Linked DNA regions of Mus musculus: all the other regions are linked to region 3. A link is a contact called in public Hi-C, HiChIP or PLAC-seq and promoter capture Hi-C data. All regions are on one chromosome and are shown on one strand. Each heading gives the region's core, a stretch centred on a gene start, on an enhancer-like site or on the middle of the called end of the contact. The rest is flanking DNA. Distances are from core to core; before and after follow the strand shown. Region 1 holds the start of Snhg3 (small nucleolar RNA host gene 3). Region 2 holds the start of 1700086P04Rik (a long non-coding RNA gene). Region 3 holds the start of Laptm5 (lysosomal-associated protein transmembrane 5). Region 4 holds the start of Taf12 (TATA-box binding protein associated factor 12). Region 5 holds the start of Phactr4 (phosphatase and actin regulator 4). Region 6 holds the start of Trnau1ap (tRNA selenocysteine 1 associated protein 1). Region 7 overlaps Epb41 (erythrocyte membrane protein band 4.1).

Evidence for each region. Promoter capture Hi-C pulls out the DNA fragments that hold promoters and counts their contacts. A called contact is a pair of places that touch in the nucleus more often than the background predicts. HiChIP or PLAC-seq counts read pairs in DNA pulled down with a chosen protein or histone mark.
Region 1: a Hi-C map of B cells shows a contact between it and region 3, with 6 read pairs. The contact joins the promoter of Snhg3 here to the promoter of Laptm5 in region 3. A contact is called at or near these places in 1 of 39 promoter capture datasets (pre-B cells) and 1 of 484 Hi-C or Micro-C datasets (B cells).
Region 2: a promoter capture Hi-C map of pre-B cells shows a contact between it and region 3. The contact joins the promoter of 1700086P04Rik here to the promoter of Laptm5 in region 3. A contact is called at or near these places in 1 of 39 promoter capture datasets (pre-B cells), 1 of 484 Hi-C or Micro-C datasets (CD4 T cells) and 1 of 9 other capture datasets (liver).
Region 4: a contact with region 3 is called in a promoter capture Hi-C map of pre-B cells, with 2.7 times the contacts expected there. The contact joins the promoter of Taf12 here to the promoter of Laptm5 in region 3. A contact is called at or near these places in 6 of 39 promoter capture datasets (the C10 cell line, the HPC-7 cell line, HPC-7-derived erythroid cells and 3 more), 1 of 484 Hi-C or Micro-C datasets (B cells) and 1 of 115 datasets of contacts at active chromatin or transcription factors (pro-B cells).
Region 5: a promoter capture Hi-C map of the HPC-7 cell line shows a contact between it and region 3. The contact joins the promoter of Phactr4 here to the promoter of Laptm5 in region 3. A contact is called at or near these places in 2 of 39 promoter capture datasets (the HPC-7 cell line and pre-B cells).
Region 6: a contact with region 3 is called in a promoter capture Hi-C map of the HPC-7 cell line. The contact joins the promoter of Trnau1ap here to the promoter of Laptm5 in region 3. A contact is called at or near these places in 2 of 39 promoter capture datasets (the HPC-7 cell line and pre-B cells) and 1 of 115 datasets of contacts at active chromatin or transcription factors (pro-B cells).
Region 7: a contact with region 3 is called in an H3K27ac HiChIP or PLAC-seq map of bone marrow-derived dendritic cells, with 8 times the contacts expected there. The contact joins the enhancer-like site here to the promoter of Laptm5 in region 3. A contact is called at or near these places in 5 of 39 promoter capture datasets (the 3T3-L1 cell line, 3T3-L1-derived adipocytes, the C10 cell line and 2 more), 1 of 15 datasets of contacts at CTCF or cohesin (large pre-B cells), 2 of 484 Hi-C or Micro-C datasets (CD4 T cells and CD8 T cells) and 6 of 115 datasets of contacts at active chromatin or transcription factors (astrocytes, bone marrow-derived dendritic cells, bone marrow-derived macrophages and 3 more).

The regions. Positions count from the first base shown.
Region 1 is chr4:132,352,091-132,355,128 of GRCm38.p6, forward strand. Snhg3 (small nucleolar RNA host gene 3) reads right to left here and starts at 1,596. Exons shown (of 3, transcript NR_003270.2): 1 at 1,507-1,596; 2 at 573-608; 3 at 1-153. It overlaps Snora73b (small nucleolar RNA, H/ACA box 73b), which reads right to left and starts at 436; the gene lies at 232-436. It overlaps Snora73a (small nucleolar RNA, H/ACA box 73a), which reads right to left and starts at 889; the gene lies at 685-889. RefSeq lists a cis regulatory region at 1,335-1,854.
Region 2 is chr4:129,056,792-129,059,769 of GRCm38.p6, forward strand. 1700086P04Rik (a long non-coding RNA gene) reads right to left here and starts at 1,362. Exons shown (of 2, transcript XR_868180.3): 1 at 997-1,362. Rnf19b (ring finger protein 19B) reads left to right here and starts at 1,353. Exons shown (of 9, transcript NM_029219.2): 1 at 1,353-2,105. The coding sequence starts at 1,480.
Region 3 is chr4:130,911,832-130,914,655 of GRCm38.p6, forward strand. Laptm5 (lysosomal-associated protein transmembrane 5) reads left to right here and starts at 1,485. Exons shown (of 8, transcript NM_010686.4): 1 at 1,485-1,603. The coding sequence starts at 1,517. It overlaps Gm38599 (a long non-coding RNA gene), which reads right to left and starts at 2,061. Exons shown (of 5, transcript XR_001784452.2): 1 at 1,944-2,061.
Region 4 is chr4:132,273,038-132,275,829 of GRCm38.p6, forward strand. Taf12 (TATA-box binding protein associated factor 12) reads left to right here and starts at 1,338. Exons shown (of 6, transcript NM_025579.3): 1 at 1,338-1,450.
Region 5 is chr4:132,421,034-132,424,034 of GRCm38.p6, forward strand. Phactr4 (phosphatase and actin regulator 4) reads right to left here and starts at 1,413. Exons shown (of 13, transcript NM_001161797.1): 1 at 1,312-1,413.
Region 6 is chr4:132,328,124-132,330,823 of GRCm38.p6, forward strand. Trnau1ap (tRNA selenocysteine 1 associated protein 1) reads right to left here and starts at 1,415. Exons shown (of 9, transcript NM_027925.3): 1 at 1,230-1,415; 2 at 346-443. The coding sequence starts at 1,256.
Region 7 is chr4:132,039,128-132,041,827 of GRCm38.p6, forward strand. All of the region lies in intron 1 of Epb41 (erythrocyte membrane protein band 4.1), which reads right to left. Among named protein-coding and RNA genes, the nearest start is that of Gm36157, 9.1 kb to the right of the region's middle. Within about 2 kb of position 1,289, at least 148 of the 459 cell types and tissues checked have an H3K27ac peak or open chromatin away from gene starts, as enhancers often do. A contact at or near this core is called in CD8 T cells, bone marrow-derived dendritic cells, bone marrow-derived macrophages and 1 more, where this site is marked.

The DNA.
Region 1 (3,038 bases), core at 346-2,845, 1.4 Mb after region 3:
AGACATAACCTATCAAAAGAAATGTATTTACCAGAGTTAAGTAGGCAGAAAAGCTTGCCCCAGCTTCTAATGGCCGAGGCTGTAACAGACAAAATTTTAGCACGCTGTATATAATAACTATTCAGTAGGTGCCCCCGCTGATTCTCTTCTTTCCTGGAAGAGGGGAAAAAAAAAACAACACAAACATCAGGTTCCTAAAGTTGACATACCAAAAGCCTTAGGAATTTAAATTTTTGTTTCCTGCATGGTTTGTCTCCTCAGTCATGGTCCACGGGACTCTGAGAAGTCGTAGGAATATGCAGGCGCAGACTCGAAAGCCCAGCTTCATCTCCAACGTTGTGGAAAGGGACTGTACATCACCGGGCAATGCCCTAAGCTCCCGTTCGCCACTAGGACAGAGCCCGGGGAGAGTGACCTCCCGGGATATCCACGTTGGAATGTCTGGTTAGCACCCAAACGTTTAGTCAACTTCAACAGGCGACTACACCCCCCCCCCCCACACACACAGTGTATATCACTAATAACGTACACATGGAGCAGAAAGCACTAAGCCAGCCTCAGGGTGAACGTACCTCCATCAACAAAGTACCTGAAATCATTGACCGGGTCTGCAAGAGAAGACTTTAATCAGTAAGTTAAACCCTTAGAGTACTCGGACGCACCCCCAGATTGCATGACTTAAAAAACTGTTTCCTGCATGGTTTGTCTCCTCAGTCATGGTCCACAGGACTCTGAGAAGTCGTAGGAATATGCAGGCGCAGACTCGAAAGCCCAGCTTTATCTCCAACGTTGTGGAAAGGGACTGTACATCACCGGGCAATGCCCTAAGCTCCCGCTCGCCACTAGGACAGAGCCCGGGGAGAGTGACCTCCCGGGATATCCACGTCGGATAGTCATGGTAATGTCTTTTTTTTTGACAAAATGCCACAGGGTCCTTTTGCCAGACCTCCAGCTGGAGGAAAAACCCCAAAAACGCCTGTCTCCAGAGTGCTGTGACTACAGACTTCAGCCACCTTTTCAGATCTTGAAGCAAACAGAACACAACACCCCCATCGGAACCAAACTATCCAGAAATTATCTACCTAAAAAAGGGTCCTCTGAAAAATGGGAGATTAATGAACAAAAAACTGCAGAAATCCCGTTACAAGGTGAAGAGAAAGTATAACTGGGAAGCAAGGCGAAATGATTAAGTTAAAACCGAACGCTGGAAGGCGGCTAACACTTCAAATCACAAGGCAGGAACCAAAGACCCTGTCCTCTTAAAGTGAACATTAAAGGAAAGTGCGTAGACCAACTCAGTCTCCCAGGCAATAATCCTGCGAGCGTTGGGATCCCCGAAAGAAAACGGTTACTGGGCTCGGAGGCGCGTGACCTCACGCCATGCTCGGCTAGTGAGCCCGGCCTCCCACACCGGGTCCGCCCAGCCGCGACCCTGCCTGTCTGCGGAGCCCGTGCGGGACCGCGCGGGCAAACCCTCAGCAGCCGAGAGCAGCGCACTGTACTCACCAAGAACAAGCACACCAAGAGAGCGACGCCTAGAGAGACAGACCCGCGCCGACGCAGCCATATTTATACCTTAAGTAACGCCCGGAAGTCAGGCGTGGTCGACTATGCCTGCGCCTGCGCAGGGTTACGCTCACTTAGAAGCATTGGAAATGCGCTAAGGCTGATGGGATCGAGAACTTTTACCCTACTAAGGTGTTGGCGGTCTTAGCGTGAAATTGTTGAGCTTGTGAGGTTTGTCCTCTCGGCCTGGATACACTGGTATATGCAAAATGAAAAAAAAAAAAAAAGCCTAGAGAAATATTTTCTAGATTCCAGAGTTTGAATCTACTTTGTTTGTGGAAGGAACAGTTGATACAGAACATAGATGCTACAATTAAAAACTTCCCATGGAGGGGGCCTGAGAGGTGGCTTAGTGGTTAAGATTCCTGGTTGAAGGCGGGAGGGTGGCGCACGCCTTTAGTCCTAGCACTCAGGAGGCAGAGGCAGGCGGATTTCTGAATTTAAGGCCAGCCTGGTCTACAGAGTGAGTTCCAGGTCATCCAGGGCCACACAGAGAAACCCTGTCTCGAAAAAACAAAAACAAAACACTAATGCTGTTTCCCAGATTTTTAAGACATGAAATTAAGCCTGATGAATGTTGTTGTGAAATATTTATTTGAAAGAATGGCTGTCTGGGCGTGATGGTGTAGGTTTTTCTGTTTTGTTTTTTGAGTCAGGGTTTCTCTGTATAGCCCTGGCTGTCCTGGAACTCTTTGTACACCAGGCTGGCCTCGAACTCAGAAACCCGCCTGCCTCTGCCTCCAGAGTGCTGGGATCAAAGGCGTGCGTCACCACACCCAGCTCCCATTGAGCCATCTTGTTGGCTCTGCCCTCTCCTTTCTGACATGGTTTTTCAGACCTCAGTCTCTCTCCACGAAAAACAGTGGGCAGTGTGAACCTTCAGAACAACCTTCTGGAGATGTTTTAACCCCAAAGCTGCAGGAACAAGGGGAGACCTAATAATCTGGACCACGGGAACATGGGATCAGAGAAACATCCAACAAAAAGTTCTGACTACTGGTTTCTTTTCACGCTTAGGGAAGGGTAATGTGCCAAGTGCCAAGCAGCAAATGAGTCACTGCTGAGGTGCCCTGGGCAGAAACTGGGCAGCCTGCCAGAGAGGACAGGCAGTACCAGCCACTCTGGTGACACCAGCCTGGTGACACCAACCTGAGGTTCATTCAGCTGTGGGCCATATTGAGTTAATCCTTGTAAGGGACTGTTGAAACTCCTTGTTCTCAAACATATGTAAAAATGGCATTTGTCAGCTGGGCGTGGTGGCACATGCCTTTAATCCCAGCACTCTCGAGGCAGAGGCAGGCAGATTTCTGAGTTCAAAGCCAGCCTGGTCTACAAAGTGAGTGCCAGGACAGCCAGGGCTACACAGAGAAACCCTGTCTCAAAAAAACAAAAACAAAAACAAAAACAAAAAAAAAAAAAAATATATATATATATATATATAGTATTTGTCTTGACCTTTAAAACAAAAAAAC
Region 2 (2,978 bases), core at 112-2,611, 1.9 Mb before region 3:
TCCTGGTGTTGTCAATTCCAGCCGTCATATTTTTCTGTCCTTCTCTTTCTTGGGTTCTTGGCAGCATTTGTCACAATTGACGGCTGACCACTTCCTCTTGCAAACAAATTGTCTTGGCATCTATGACATCACACCTGCTTGATCATCTATGACATCATACCTTCTTAGGCCACTAGACCCTGTTCTTAGTTTTCATTACCGGACATTTCTTCCAATGGGCTTCGTTTGCTGTGTTGTTGTAATCTCAAAAGTTTAAAGAGTTGCGGATCTGGTTTTAAGTATTGGCCAGGAAAAAAAAATCAAACAACTTACTATGTTCACATATCTGTTCCTACATTGCACGATCCCCACCCCCATCTCCTTAAGGCATGCTAGACAAGTGAATCACTGTAAGCCTTCACTGCCATTCCTTATTAATAACAAGACACTGTTTTTATCTTTAAAGAAAGATGCATCAAGATGATTGTTTTAACCAATGAGATTCAAGCAAAACTGGGCAGAACTTCCTAAGCAGTCTTCTTAAAATAAGACATTTTTCTTCCCACCGTTTGGAATATGGCAGAATGAGGTGAGCTTAAGACAGAAGCTTGAACTGTCGATCTTCGGACATATTTTTCATGGAAAGAAAATTCTCTATCATAAGCCTCCCTCTCTCATTTCTCTAAGCCAAAATCTAATCCTGACCTGGCTTTGCTGCTGTTGAAGGTATTTGCTTTTCTCATCACCAAGCCTAAGGGTCTTTTGTTAGAGGAACTGGGGAAGGGGGACTGAAAGAAACCATTTCTAGAAGCGAAATTGTTGGGCCTCTTTCTACCAACAGTGACTAACCAGAGTACCTGAGAGATACAGCTTAGGAGTAAGTTCACTAGTTGACAGAAAACAGCAAATGCTAGAATGAAAACTCTGGACTCATTCTTGAAGATAGGGGAGCCTGCCTGTCTTATCTAGAAGTGCGGCTCACTTTGAGGATCTTCAATGAGTGACTATATTCCTTACCACTTAATGGCTAGCATCAACAGAAATGTTGGGCGGTGGATCGGCGGGAATCACTACCAGATCAACGCTCGTCTTCTTTTTACAGACGAAATGAAGGCATCCTCATTGAAAAGAAGACCCCTGACTCCTGGACAAGGAACGGAGGGTGGAGCCTGTGCAAAATATGGCTGCGCCGGACCACCTGACCGCAGAAGGCGGGGCTTCGCCGCAGCCTGCAGGCCCCGCCCTCCAGGCCCCGCCCAGCTCCTCTCGCGGGGCCGCGCGGGTTGTGAGGTGTCTGAGGCCGGCGCCTGCGCAGTTGCCCGCGGCGCGCGGGGCGGAGGCTTTATAACCACTTCGTAGCGGCTGGTCGGCTTCTGTCTCTGGGAGGACTGCCGAGGCGGTGGCGGCGGCGGCGGCGGCCGGGGCGCCGGCTGGGAGGGGGCGCTGAGGCGGGAGCTACGGCGGCGCTGGGCGCCCCTGGCTCCTCAGCCTCTGCGGGCCATGGGCTCCGAGAAGGACTCCGAGTCGCCGCGCTCCACCTCGCTCCATGCGGCCGCCCCCGACCCTAAGTGCCGCAGCGGCGGCCGGCGCCGGCGCCTCACCTTCCACAGCGTCTTCTCCGCCTCGGCCCGCGGCCGCCGCGCCCGGACCAAGCCTCAGGCCGAACCGCCGCCCCCGGCTGCGCCGCCGCCGCCGCCGCCGCCCGCTCCGGCCCCGGTTGAGGCTCAGGCCCCGCCGGTGGAAGCTCTGCCCTCCGAGCCCGCTGCCGAGGCTGAGGCGGAGGCCGTGGCTGCCGGGCCGGAGGAGGACGAGGCGGCGGAGGGCGGCGGCGCGGAGGAGGTGGAGTGCCCGCTGTGCCTGGTGCGCCTGCCGCCCGAGCGGGCCCCGCGCCTCCTCAGCTGCCCGCATCGCTCGTGCCGGGACTGCCTCCGCCACTACCTGCGCCTGGAGATCAGCGAGAGCCGCGTGCCCATCAGCTGCCCCGAGTGCAGCGAGCGGCTCAACCCACACGACATCCGTCTGCTGCTGGCCGACCCGCCGCTCATGCACAAGTACGAAGAGTTCATGCTGCGCCGGTACCTGGCCTCGGACCCCGACTGCCGCTGGTGTCCGGCCCCTGACTGCGGGTGAGCGCGGGGGCGTGGCCGCGGGGGTCGTCCCGGGTGCAACGGGTGTCACACACCTTGAGGGAGGAGAGGATGGTGCCCAGCAGGAGGTAGAGGACGGACGATCACGAGTAACCGACCCTCAGACCAGCCTTGCAACCGGTCTGATGGCACTCAGCACCCTATACCTACTTGCTTGAGGTGGCTTGAGGTGGTGGCTGAGTGCTAAGAGAAGGGAACTGTCCATTAAGTCAGAATATCCGGGTGAGCAGGGGTTTTTTTTGTTTTGTTTTGTTTTCTTTCTCTTTGCCCAGGAAGGGAGAGGTGTGTGTATGTGCGTGTTATCGTAATGATTGAGAAGGAATATTTGTTATAGGAGAGAGAATGAAAATGTCCTACTGAAGGGGCCGCGCTTCCGAGGGGTGTGTCCATATGGCTAGGGGCGCACTTAGCAGCAGCATTGCAGAAGGCGTGTTCTTCCACACAACCGCTGCTGAAAGTTGAGATGCAGATGATGAGAGAAGGCAGCTCACTAACAGCTCTAGGGGCACCCTGGGCACTGCGTGCTGTGCTAAGCCACTGGCAGGCACCTTGTGGTTCCTAACGTGCTGCCGAGGGCAAAGTCACAACAGACTTTTTGACCAGAAAAATCAATAGGGCTCAGAGGCGGTGTCTACCCAGAAGTTGATCTGGTGTGAGAAAATGTGTTTGCCTACCTTTTCAGTCTTGAAATCTGTATGACAGTCTTTTTAATGTTCCATGTATGCTTGATTTCAAAGGTCAGTGAGTTAAAATACTCTTTAGAGCAGGAATTACTGATTTCTCTGTCTGAAGCTTTCAGTGGAGGTCCTCCACCCCCTTTCTTTAAAACAAAACAAAACAAAAAACTTGGTT
Region 3 (2,824 bases), core at 235-2,734:
ACTCTTTTCAAGATGAGTATGCTGGGGGCCGTTTCTAATCTCTCCTGGGGCAAAAAATGCTGTGGTGTCCAATCCAAACTCCACAGTGTCACAGGACACCTGCTTGGGGCTTCCCACAGGTCTGAGCAAGGGCTTCTTGTCCCTTCCTTTATTGCAGCGTGGGTCATTTATCCCCTGAGACATCAGGGAAGAGTCTTAAGTCAGGGAAGAGTCTCAAACTTACTAATTCCAACGTTTCTTAGAGAGTGGGGAAGAACGCACAATCCCAGGTTTCTGTCTCGAGGGACCCTGCAAAGCGGGTTCGGCCAGGGGTCTCCCAGATCTCCTCCAGGGGTTACAGACCACAAGAGAAAGAGCCTATTACAGGGGCCTGGTACACACTCATGCCTATGGCTTCCCATGTGACAATTCTTCAGAGCCCAGAGTGAGGAGGAGATGGAGATGTGTGAGAAGCCCAGCTTCAGGGAGGGCCTCTAGGGCAGCGGTTCTCAACCTTCCTGGTGCTGTGGTCCTTTAACACAGTTAGTTCCTCATGCTGTGGTGATCCCCACCCATAAAATTATGTTTTGTTGCTACCTCATAACTGTAATTTTACTTCTGCTATGAGTTGTAATGTAAATATCTGATATCCAGAATATCTGATATGTGACTCCCATGAAAGGGTCGGCCGACCCCTGGACAGGTTATGATCCACAGGTTGAGAATTACTACTCTAGAGGCAGTTGGCCTCCGTTCCAGTTCCCACTCCTTTTTAGACTATCTTGGTGACTGCAAGGGAGAAATGGCTTCATCCTGTGCCTCAGTTTTTTCATCTGTGCAATGGGGATAAGAATAGCACCTCCTCCTGGGAAGTGACAGTATTCGCCTTTAATCCCAACACTTGGTAGGGAGAAGCAGGCAGATCTCTATAAGTTTGAGGCCAGCCTGCTCTACAGAGTGAGTTCCAGGACAGCCAGGGCTCTACAAAGAAACCCTGCCCCCCCCCTCCCCCCGCAAACCAAACCAAATCAGACCAGACCAAACCAAACCAAACCAAACCAAACCAAACCAACAGTCCCTCCCTGGAACAGCCCAGGTAAGGAGCTAAGCTTCACAGGATCTCGAAGGAGCAGTTTACTGACAGCTACTGTTTTTACAACCAGACACATTTGAGTTTGAATCCTTCCATTAGAACTACTGTTTGATTAGGGACAGATTTCCATATCGGATTCTTTTTCTAGAAAAGGGCTTCTAGGGCGGTGTTCAGCATCCAGGAAGCAGAGTGCATATAAATGCGGAGCCCAGCCCTGGTGAAGCATTGGAGCCCCTGGGAGTGGTAGATGCCTCAGTCGGGCTCCCTGTGACCCCCCCCCCCCTTCCCTCCCCTGCAGCTGCTACAACCCAGACTTACAGACCTGGCCCCTACCGTCTGAGGGCAAGGCGGAAGTGAGGCAGGCAGCCTGTGGCTTCCTCTTTTTTGTTCTGCTGTGGGCCCAAGACTCCTTACTCAGAGCCTCCGAAGAGGGGACTGCGCACCATGGCCTCCCGTGCAGCGCCGGTCAGACAGACATGCTGTTGTTTCAACATCCGAGTCGCCACCATAGCCCTGGCCATTTACCACATAGTGAGTATTGGGGAGTCTGGGGTGTTTGGTGTGTGTGTGTGTGTGTGTGTGTGTGTGTGTGTGTGTGTGTGCGTGAGGACACACTGAGACCTTCCAACTGGGGGATTGCTACCTATTACTTGTCTGTGGGACCCTGGACAAGCCCTGTGCTACTCTGGGCCTTAGTAGTTCCCTGTGGAGTTGAACAGAATAGTGCCCTTTTGGTTGTGGCTGTGCAAAGAGAAAGGCAGGCTGGCAACGGGGAGGAGTGCAGGTTGGGATTGTTCCAGGATGCCAAGCTCCACACAGGCCCGGGTGTAGGGCTTTCTGGGCCCTTTCCTAGTCTGGGGTCTGGGTTTACCTTTGGACTTCTACTGGGAACCAGCGACTGCTTCCTCTCAGCTCACAGCTCAGTCAAGCTGCCACCTTCTCCCTTCAAGGATGGCTTAAGCTTTGTGGCTGGGGAACTGCTTGGGGGTGGTGGGGGGCAGCCAGCATGTCACAGTGGCTGTCATTGTCACAGTGTGACCCCAGGTCCAGTCTTAGTGACCAGGGATAAGGCTCTCCCTTTGGAGTGGCCTAAAGTTGGAGTCTCTGTTCTCTTCTGCTGGGATTTACCCCTCACCCCCTGCCCCTGGCCACACTTAGCTCTCTGAGGCCCAAACATTTCTTGGCTTCAGTGACTCAGACAGAACCTGTGGCTAACAGCTCTCCTGGGCCTGGAAGAGCTTCCTCAAAATCAACCTAAATCCGTAGGCTGCTGCGCAGAGCCTGGTGACATCTGCTTCCGGCCACAGGCCGTGTGGCACCAGGCAGTGGTACAAACCAGTTCTGTCCTGAAGCTCTTGTGTGCACCTCCCTGCCCCCCTCCCCCATTCCCAGCCTTTGCTGTGCAGTCTCACATGACTTGTTGAACCTCTCTGAGCCTGTTTCTTTAGATCAAAACAGAAGATGAGGATGATAAGAGCTGTGTGTTGGGTGGCTGTGTGGGTGAAGTTGATATCTATAAAGCATGAGGGACATGTGCAACATGGTCCCCTGCCTTTCCATGAGTGTGTCTTGACCCACCTGTCCACCGAAAGCAGGGGTTCTCAACCTTCCTAATGTTGCGACTCTTAAATACGGTCCCTCACGTTGTGGTGACCCCACCCTCCCCAACCGTAACATTATTTTCATTGCTACTTCATAACCATAATTTTACTACTGTTATGAATCATAATGTAAATATATTTTTAGATAAAG
Region 4 (2,792 bases), core at 88-2,587, 1.4 Mb after region 3:
CTGTCCTGGAACTCACTCTGTAGACCAGGCTGGCCTCAAACTCAGAAATCTTGCCCATGCCTCCCAAGTGCTGGGATTAAAGGCATGAGCTAGCACTGCCTAGCGCCTGTAAACTCTTAAGGACAATGATGACTGACTTCCCCAACAGGATATACCCAGCACACAGCAAAAAACAAAAACAAAAACAAAAAAACAGTTTAGTACATCCAAGGATGCAAGCACAAAAACTGATTGGCCAAACTCTGAGAACCATGATAGAAAAATAAAGCTGGGGCTTGAGAGGTGGCTTTCTCTCGAACCTGGCAGTCTTGCAGAGGGCCTGGGTCAATGCCAGCAGTCACATGGTGGCTCACAACTATCTGTAACTTCAATTGCAAGGCTTCAGATACCCTCTTCTGACCTCTTTGTGCACCAGGAATGCACATGGTGTACATATATAAATGCAGACAAAACACTTTTCCGCATAAAATAAATCCAAAAAGAAAAATAAGGTTATAAACAGTTTGCCACTTAATGGTTAAGCCCTTGCATCCAGGATTTTGGACCAAGAGGGTGGATGAGCCTAATGGGATGAAGATACAAAGATAGAATGGATTCTTTATGGGCAGGAACCGTTGATAGCTCTGAGATGTCAGACTTCTATACACTCGTTTGCGAGATCTCTATTTTACTAAGAATCCTTGCCGGGGACTGAAACTGCCTGTTGCTTACATGCCTAGCAAAAAAAAAAAAAAAAAAAGTACTCAAATCTCAGGGCTTAGTGGTTTAACAGTTACTGTACCAGCCCGGGCTTTGGAGTAAGAATTTTCAATTCAAGTTGAGAACCTACATCCCTTAGGAATTTCACGTTTCTTCCACTATTACATGACATACTCCAAGTGAGGGACTGAACCAGTCCCTCACAGACAGCTCTCGTCCAAGTGTATGTTGACTACAGATTAACTAATAGGCACAATCAGCTTCTCTAGTCTCCAAGTTCTCGTGCTGGTTGAGAGTCCCATAGTTGGTATCTATGCAGAACTGCGGTCCCATCCTTATAGCACCACAAAGGCACCAACCAAAAATGGCGACTTGGAAGCTCTCCGAGGCCGTCGGTTACCGGTCACGCTCGTGAAAGAGATGAGTCGTAAAGAAACATCTAGGACAGGGATTCACGCCGTGGTAGGGGACGCAGAGTAGACCCACGCCACCAGCAAGCCACACAGAGCAGAAAGCCCGACCTGCCAAGCCAGGCGCTGGGCTCACAGTCCTACCACGTGTTGTAGTACCATCTGCGCCTGCGCTAGTGAGGCGCGCGCCCGGCGGCCGGAAGAGCCGCGCGTTTCCGGGTTGGAGGCGGGGAGCGGTGCCGGAAGTGCTTGGGGAGGGCCGCGCAGTCGGACCGGCTGCTGAGACGAAAGCTTCACTGGGGCAGTCTCCGCATATCATGGGGAGATAGACGCTGCTGCCTGTGAGTCTTGGGCCCTGGCAGTTGAGGACGAAGAGCGGGAGGAGGGTGTCAGGACCCAGACCCACAGCGGGTCAGTGCTGGAAGAACTAGGCTGTGGAAGAGACGGGGCTGAGGAGCCCAGGCTCTTGGGACGGGACTTGAGGGGTTCGGGCTCGCAGAAGCAGCGGCTGTTGGGGACTCGAGCTCTGAATGAGAGACTTAGGAAACGGGGACGGATGTGGATTCTGCAGCATCTGAGGGAAAGCCTTCTGAGAGGGACAGGATGGTGAGGATCCCGCACTTTATAGGAGGCGAGGGTAGGAACGAAACGGGGCGTGAAGACACAGGCTCCAGAGAGGTAAAAGTGGAGCCCGAGAGGACTCGGGCTCCTAAGAGACAGAAGCGGGACAGTAAAGTCCCAGCTCCTAAGGATTCAGAAACCGGGCAGCAAAGACTTGAGGACTGGAGCTAGAGAAGGAGGCAGAGAAGACTTGAATTTGAAAGGGAATCGAAGCGGGCAGTGAGGACTGGGTCTTCTTTGGGGACAAGATCCGGGCTTTCAGACTCAAGAGTTTCTGGAGGGACAGAGATGTAAGGACCCGAGCTCCTAAAAGTGAAGGAACTAGGGGGTCCTTAACGGCTGGGAGATCAGCCTTCAAGGGAGAAAAGTTGAAAAGGTTTAGCGATCTGTTCTCTGTACCCGGAGGATTAGGATATATATATTCGGGGGAAGACTTCTTGGCGCTGCCTATTTGGCTTTTGGCATTTAGGCTTTTTCTTGTGTCCGTTACTTAACCTAGAAAAGCCACATGAAACGTCTTCGTTTTTCTTCATTATTGTGAATCAGATGTGAAGCTGAAAGCAGTTTGAACTCAGTTATATACTTGATAAGTACCTTAAGCCCTGTTCCATTCAGCCCCCGTTGAGCACAGATCTCTATATCACTAGCAAACTGTCATAGATGGAAGGGCAGCAAAAGAACACTTTGAATTCTTTTACATTTAAGAAAAAGAGGATGCAAAGAGGGATTAGGATCACTGTGAGCCAGATTCTTAGGTTATACAGTACTCTACCATGTACATCGAAGAAGAGATGCTTGCTTGAAATTATTTGAATAAATGCTTTTAGAATCTCTACCCTCAAACTCAGAAGGGATTTTTTTCTAACGGATTTTAATATTTTAGTACCTATTATGTATGGCATTGGCATAAATGTTACAAGGGAGGAAACAAACTTTTAAGTGAAAAGTCTTTTATTTATTTTATTTATTTATAAATTTTATTTTTCAATAAGATGTTGAGAAATTCACAAGTAAATGTGGCCTAGAACATTTTCTAGGGATTGCTTTTAGAAGAGTGACTTG
Region 5 (3,001 bases), core at 163-2,662, 1.5 Mb after region 3:
ACATTAACACAACCTAAGAGTCTCAAAGTCATTTCCATTATGAAATGTCAGAATAATGAAGGCTTTGCCTACATGTCTAGGGTGGAAATTTCGTCTCAAAACACCTTTCCTGACTCAAAGGAGTCCCAACTGTCTTCACTCAAGGAATTTGAAATACTAATCGATTTTTCAAAGGATCTCTACCTTGGCCTTTATAAAAGCTTTACCCCTATGCTAAGTCTCAAGATTCGTTCTTCGACGGAACATACAGTTACCACTATCTAACCAAACTGGATCAAATCCACACAATTCATCGGTGTCCAGTAAATACATATTTTATCGCCTTTTTTTTTTCAACCTTTTTTTTTTTAATGCTTTCTAGAATCTACTGGGTATCTAGGTTTTTCTACAAAGCAGGTGCTTTCAGTGAGCTGAGTTTTTCTTTGTGGAGTTGTTGTTTAAAAAAAGAGAAAGGGATGTATTCTGGAGAGTCGAGGAGCAGCGTGGGAAAATGAAGTGCCGAAGACTGCAGGCAATGAATGATGTCCTGGTAATCACTCTGCTCCAATTTTCAGGTTTCCGAGGCAATGATTCGCTTGAGTTCTTTGCGGCCGCCGCCGCACCCCCCCCCCCCCCCCACACACACACACACTCCACAATCACCCAACCCCTCCATCCCAGCTGCCACACGTATCGCAGCAAATTTCCACTCTTTCTCGGTTTCCGGGATTGAGGCTCCAAGTCTCACTTCTTTTTCTTAGACTCCATCCACTGGAGGAGAAAAGCGCCTTAGCGCCTTGAGTTTTGATCCCTAGCTACCGGAGGCTGACATTTAAGAAAGAAGTTGGACAATAACTTCCAGGTTTCCACTGAAACTATGCCAGACTCCTAAGTCTCTTCTCTGCTCAGCCAGGATGCAGAGGTCTGAGGGAGGTCACTTTTGAAAGATGGACTTTGACCCGATCCAGTTACAGTAACCAGATCCCCAGGGCGCAGTCCCCAGCAGGACGTGCGGGCTCCCCTGGAGACCGCGACTCCGTGCACTGCCACAAAAGGGGGAAAAGCGGCGCAGACAAAAGGGCCCCGCGGAGGCTGGGGGGCGGAGAGCGCGAGTGTGCGCCGGCCGGCCACAGGCGGGGACACCGCCGCGGGACCGTTGTGGGAGGGCCGAGGAGGGAGGAGGCTACCGCCCGCCACGCCCTGGCTGCACTGACCGCCGCGGGCGCCGTTAACCCCCCACCCAGGCTCGGCCCGCGACCCCTAGTCGAGCCGAGCCTGCCGCTGCTGCGCGCGCGCGGGAGGTGCTCACTTTCCCAAGTTTGGGGAACTTACCCAAGTCGCCGCTGCCTCCTCGGGTTCCCCAGCACTTTCTCCCGGAAATCCTACCTGGTCTCTGGCCGCCTGGCTCCAGCCAGAGCCTTCGGCCCCAGGGGAGGGGGGGCGGAGGGAGCGGGCCGGACAGTGAGGAGGGTAGGAAGTGCCGCCGCGGAGCCTCACGGGACTTGTAGTCCACTGCAGTGGCCAGCGGTGTGGCGAGCGGGACAAAATGGCGGGAACTGCCGGCCCTCCGCTGCGAGGCGCCTGACCCCTACTCTGCCGATCTGGGCATGCGCCGCCAGAGTCCGGTGCACTGCATATAAACGGATTTGGGCACCTTGCCCAGTTCTGAGCAAGGGGAAGGTCTCGGGACTTGGGAGGACACGTTCGGGAACAGACTCTCCCGGCGATGCCCAAGAAAGGATGTGTGTGTTGTGCTCTACAAAAGAAGTCCAGTTTGTTTCAAACTATTGATAACCAGTTTTAAGTGCAAAAAACTTACAAACAAGTTACCCGCGGTGTTTTGTGAAAGTACAGAACCCAGCCTATTAAGCGCAGACATTCTACACCCCCCCCCTCCCAACTAAATTTTTTTCCCACTAACGATTACCTAGTAGAAGCCACCATCTGTTTCTAAGTGGCACTCATTCCAACCTCCAGGGCTATATCACCCTCCAGACCCCCTTCTTGCCACTGCTGGAGGATCTTTTTAAATGCCAAACCCATGGGTTACACCCATCTTAGACGGAAAAGTATACATACGATACATACAGAGGGAAACATAGAAAAACTTATACCTTTCAAATACGCAATCTATAACATTAAAAATATCAATACGCCGGGCAGTGGTGGTGCATGCCTTTAATCCCAGCATTTGGGAGGCAGAGACAGGTGGATTTCTGAGTTCGAGGCCAGCCTGGTCTACAAAGTGAGTTCCAGGACAGCCAGGGCTATATAGAGAAACCCTGTCTCAAAAAACCAAAAAAAAAAAAAAAAAAAAAAAGCAATAAATTACAACCCAGTTGTGGTGTCACACACCAGTATTCCTAAATGCTCTGGAGACAAGGGTTGGATTATTGCTGAGTTCAAAATCAGTTTGATCTACAAAGTTCCAGGCCAAGCCAACCAGAATTACATAGTGAGACCCTGTCTCAAAACAAACAAACCCAACAAAAACCAATGCAGGCCAGCCAGCTGCTGTCTGGTAATATAATAATAACAACAGTGACAACGACGATGACAACAACAACAATAATAATAATGGCTGGAGAGATGGCTCAGTGGTTAAGAACTTGCTGTTCTTTAAAGGGGCTGAGTTCTGTTCCCAGCACTATATATCAGGTAGCTCACAACTCTAACTACAGCTCCAAGGGTTGTGAACCTCTGGCTATGTGAGCACTTGCACTCATGTGCACATACTGCATGCAAATACTCACCTACACACAACTGGAATTAATAAAAAATAAATATTTAAAAAGTAACAATGTAGGCTGGTGAGATGGCTCAGCGGTTAAGAGTGCAGACTGCTCTTCCAAAGGTCCTGAGTTCAAATCTCAGCAACTACATGATGGCTCACAACCATCTGTTTAGCTACAATGTACGCATATACAATAAATAAATAAATCTTAAAAAAAAAAAGAACAAAAAGGTAAATTCAAGTCATTTGCAGGTTCCTTTTCAGCTTCAAGGAGCTCTTTCATTAATT
Region 6 (2,700 bases), core at 165-2,664, 1.4 Mb after region 3:
TGGGAGGCAGCGGCAGGGTTGTCATTACAGCCTACATTACTACAGGAAGACTTTGTTTCAGCGTAGAGCAAAATAAACTAAAGCTAAATGAAACACACAGTAACTTAGCAAAGATCACACAACAGTTTTCAAAAATAGGTTCCAGCATCCTGCCCTGAATCACTGGGATACTCAACACCTGAAATACTCAACGCTTCTGCTCTGTAAGCCACCCTCTGTGGTTCTTTCACTACTGCTAGGGATGGCGAGAAGCTCTTACTCCCGCCATATTTATTCCCTTGAATAACAGTGGCAGCAGGCTCTATTAATCGAGAACTGAACGGAAAGATGAAAAGGGAGGTGTACCCAGTGAGGCGGTTTCGGATAATTTTGACGCTCATCACGGTCTCCCCCATGGTGGCAAAGGCTCTAGAGATGAAGTTCTCATCCATGTAGGGTTCCAGCTGCATAAAAACCAGAGCAGAGAGGAGAGGCTCAGGCCCATGACCCGGAGCCCTGTAAGGGGTGGAGCCCCTCCCACTCTGTCCAGGACCCCCCTCTACAGCACTAGAGAGCCAAGCTTCCTACCACGCAATGGGGAACGGTCCCAACCAACTCCTTTACTTCAAATCGCTCCCCTTGCTGGGAGGCGTGGCACACACCGTTAATCCCAGCACTAGGGAGGCAATGGTAGGTGGAGTCTGTGAGTCTACATAACGAGTTCCAGGACAGACAGAACTATGTGAAGGACCCCATCTCAAAAACAACAAAAGAAAAAACAAAAACAAATAAAATAGCTCCCCTTTATAGAACTCCCTGTGCTTCCAGTCCTAATAACAATTCTTGGGGTTCCTCCCACTCCATCCGCCCAAATCATCCCACTCCAAATCTTTCCAAACTGGAAAGGGGGATTCCAGACCCTCTACCCCATAGAGTCAGCATCTGAGGAATCTTCATTCTGATGCCCAGACTCCACTTTCAAAGACTGGGTGAATAGGTCTCGCTACGAAGCCCAAGCTGGCCTAGAACTCACTATGGAGTCTCGAACTGGTGACGATCTTCCTGCCTCGCCAAGTGCAGGGAGTAAGGCATTGGCCACCACACCCCATCTAGCTTCCCGCTGTCACCAAAACCCTTCCTGTTCACGGCCACCCTTCTGGGATCCGAAGGCCCTCTGCTCTCAGGCCCTTCCTCCCCCTACGACTCGAGACCCTCTTGTTCCCCTCAGAGCAGGGGCGACCCTGACTCACGTCTCCCATCCATAGGCTGGCCGCCATCCCGCACCCGGGCGGGGACCCTGAGGGCCTGTGGCGCGCAACCGCGCCAGTCTGCGCGACCCGGCCCGCCCGGAGCCTAAGCCTGCAGCACCTCCTGCGCACACGCTGCCTCGGCGGCCAGAGCGATCCGGGTTTTCCTCCGACCTGTCCGCCGCTTCCGGCCCCCCCAGGGGGCGTTGCTTCTACGGGCTAGGGAGTGGCTCCACGGGATAGGGGCGTGGCCTCGGCTGGGGCACAGTAGGCCTAGCTGGCACCGGCTCTGAAGAGGGTCTCTGTGGGCGGACTGCCCCGCTCTTTAATAAAACCGCGCAAATGCGTCTATAATTATTGAGTTAAGGTTTGCTCTCTGTAGGGAATACCAAGCATAAGAACGGAAGGACAGCTAGTGACCGAAACCCCTCTGGGAGCGCGGAGGATAAGCTTCCGAGGGACTGTGGAGGAGCCGCGGCCGCACAGTGGTCCTCTTGCCCTGCATCCCAGCGAGGACTTTTTGGAAGATGTAGTGGGATTCTTCATTTTCTTAAAGCCCTGAGGTGGAGAGAACTAAAGGACGGTTCTTGATGGTACACTCAAAGTCCATCGTTTTGTGTGTAGTTGGGGGTGGGGAGAGTCGGCGTCGGCATGGTCTCTGTAATCCTTGTTGACCTGTTTAAGTCTGTCTCTAGTCAGAGATCTACTTGCTTCTGCCTGTTTGTTTAATGAACGCCAGTCTTCTCAAAGCATTCCTTCCTTAACGGCTGAGCTTTGGCTCCAGCCCCACACTTTTTTTTTTTTTTTTTTTTTTTTGCCTTGAGACAAGTTTTCATGTTGGTCCCTGGTACAAGCTATATAATCTAGGCTGGCTGTAAACTCTTGGCAATCTTGCTTCAGCTTCCTAAGTGCTAGTTTTACAAGTGAAGGACACCAACCCTGGCTCCTTCCCCGTTTATTATTCTAATCCAATTCACCAAGACTTTACCACAAAGCACAGACGGACCTTTACAGAACCCTCAGTAAACTTGGTTTTTGAGAGCTCCTAAGGTGGTTGTATCCATGCTTCAACATCCAGTTGGTAGCCAACTTAGCAGAGTGGGAAGGTCCTGTGCGTTCAGATTGGTTCTGACAACCAAGTTCATCCTAAGTCCTTTAACTTAGAAAGTTCCCCAAGCCAAGAACTCAAGTCTGAAAACCAGAGGCCAACTATGAGTATAAATTTCCTGTTCCCTTCTGTTACTGTATGAATGATGCTAAGGCACTGGTGAGATGGCTCAGCAGGTAAAAGTGCATTGCACTGAACCTGACAAACACACATGTACACACAAATGTAAAAAAAAAAAAAAAAAGTTTTTCAGAGACTACAGAATGCTTTGGGTCCCATGGGATTGGAGTTAGTATCGTTGTGTAGCACCATGTGGGTGCTGAGAATTGAACCTGGGTCCTCTCCAAGTGCAACTAGTGCTATTAA
Region 7 (2,700 bases), core at 39-2,538, 1.1 Mb after region 3:
CTCCCCAGAGGAAGGAGGATCTTTAGGAACAAAAGCCCTTACTATGATCTCCAATTACTCTGTCCCACATAAAAGTCTGGATAATTCATTTTATTTAGTATGATAGAAAATGTTTTTTTTTCCTAGCAAAACATAATATTACTAAAAAACTAGGTCTGGCTCCAACATCACATTGCCCTCAAAATCCTGATGGGTGTGGTACATGCTCCTTTCATTGCAGCAGTCTGGAGGCACAGGCAGGTCGACCTCTGATCAATAGTGAGTTCCAGGACAGCCAGAGATGAATAGAGAGACCCTGCTTCAAAAAACAAGACAACAAGTGTATCCTCAAAGGACTACTAGTTGGAAAGTATGGGAAAGAAGATAAAGGAGAAGAAAGGAGGAAGGCAGGGAGATTTTCAACAAAGCAATACAAATTCTTTGTGGAAGTGGACAAAGTGCTTGCCAAGCAAGCATGAGGACATGACTTCAGATCCCTAGAACCCACATAAAAGGGCGGCAAGGCAGGTGTGACAGCCACCTGTAATTTAAGCACTCAGGTGGCAGGCACAAGGAATCTCTACGATGACTAGCTAGCTGACTAACTAGAACTGGCTAGCTCTGGGTTCAACAAGAGACTCTGACTCAACAAAGGAAGTAGAGTGTGATCAAAGATGTGCAAAGTCAACTTTGGGCCTCCATACACATGTGCATGGACACACACACAAACACACACACACACACCCCACACACTCATGAAAAACTTTAGGCTGGGTGTGGTGGCTGGCACAAAGCTCTGATCCCAGCACTGTGGAGTGAGAGGCAGAAAGATCTCTATGATTTTGAGGCAAGCCTGGTCTACAGAGCATTCATGTGTTGTTCCCTATCTTAAGAACGAAAACCCAAAGTACAATGTTACTAGGATAGATGTCATAAAGAGCCAAAAATGTCCACAACTCTCTGTTGAAAGTTCCTCCAAATAGAAAGAGAAGCCAGGATCAGGATCAGAGGGCAGGCAGCATGCTCAGTGAGGCCTGAGTTTGATACTCGGCACTAGGAAGAAAAGCATGCGTCAGTATTCTTTTTCAAAGGAAAACAGGAACATAATACTTCCCCCAAATGTATAAAAAGCACAAACATATGTACAGTCATCATTTTGGTTAAATGCATTTTTTTAAATATATACTTCACAAAAATGAGGTACTATTTCTTTCTAAAAAGATTCAAGACTCTTCCGATTTCGGGCAGTTTGTCTAAAGGCTGCCTTAAAAGCCACCCTCCCAGAGCAAACCTCTTCCTGTTTGTCAAGTGTGTGTTTACTTTCACATCTGCTTCAAAAGATAAAAGCAACAATGGGGACACCAACCACAAGACTGTGTCCTACCAAGCCGGAAATGACGCTATAAACCCAGACTTGCTGTGAAATGGGTCTTCAGAACACTCACACACAGGCTAACATGCAAATAAAAACTTAAAAAATTTACAGTGTGAGTCTGAATCAAACCCAAAGATCGACACTGGACAAAACTGCATTACATATTTGCATACAACCATTATACAGACCCAAAGACATCCAATTTCAGTAGACAAGGGTACAAGTAAGGTATAAAAATACAAAGGCTCGGAGGGTAGGTGAGCTACACAAGCCTAGCAACCTGACTTCAATCCCTAGAACCATATAAAGAAGAGAACTATGCCACAGTTTGCCTCTGGCCTCCACACAAGCAAACATCATACACATCTGTGTACACACACACACACACACACACACACATACACACGACTACAATAGTAAAAATTAATCAGAGATACTTAGCAGGAGCTGGGTGATGGTGGTGCATGCCTTTAATTCCAGCACAGGGGAAACAGAGGCAGGTGGATCTCTGTGAGTTGGAGGCTAGCCTGGTCTACAGAGTGAGTTCTAAGACAGCCAGGGCTACACAAACAAAACCTAGTCCAGCACAGCCAGGCTATGTTACACAGAGAAACTGTCTAAAAAAAAAAACAAAAAACAATATATATATATATATATATATGTATGTGTGTGTGTGTGTGTGTGTGTGTATTTAAGAGCACCTAGAGTGACTGCAAACATCTGCAATCCCAACATTTCAGAGATGCAGGCAACAGAGTCACAAGTTCAAAGTCACCCTCAACTACATAGCAAGTTTCAAGGCTAGCCTGGGGGTACATGAGACTGCCAGGAAAGAAGGAAGAGAGGGAGGGGGAAGGAGAGCCAGCCACATTAAACAAATGTCACTTCTTCTCTTTTCCCTTTGATAAAATCTGTATGATAGGCACATACTATGCATATATTTCCTAAAATATGATTATCCTCATTTTACACACACACAAATACAGCTTTAGAAAAGGACTTTCACAAGACAACAGTTATAGAGAACTCATCAGCTTTGACAGAAGGTTTACATCCAAAGCTCTTACCCCCGACAAGCAAAAGGGTCTCAGTAAGGTCTCATCACTCTGAATGCCAATTTTCAATTGTGTGATTCTGGACAAGCTACTTAGCTTTTAACTTGTTACCTAAACTGTGAATTGAGATTAATAACACTCCAGTAACCTGGGGTGAGGCTTAACTATGAAAATCATCATGACAGCCAGGCATCTGGTGTCTAAGTATTTCACAGACACCTAAGGATGTGGCTCACAGTAGGAAGCTAGCCTAGCATGCACCAGCACCTCAAGAGAAAAAAAAAAAATTCA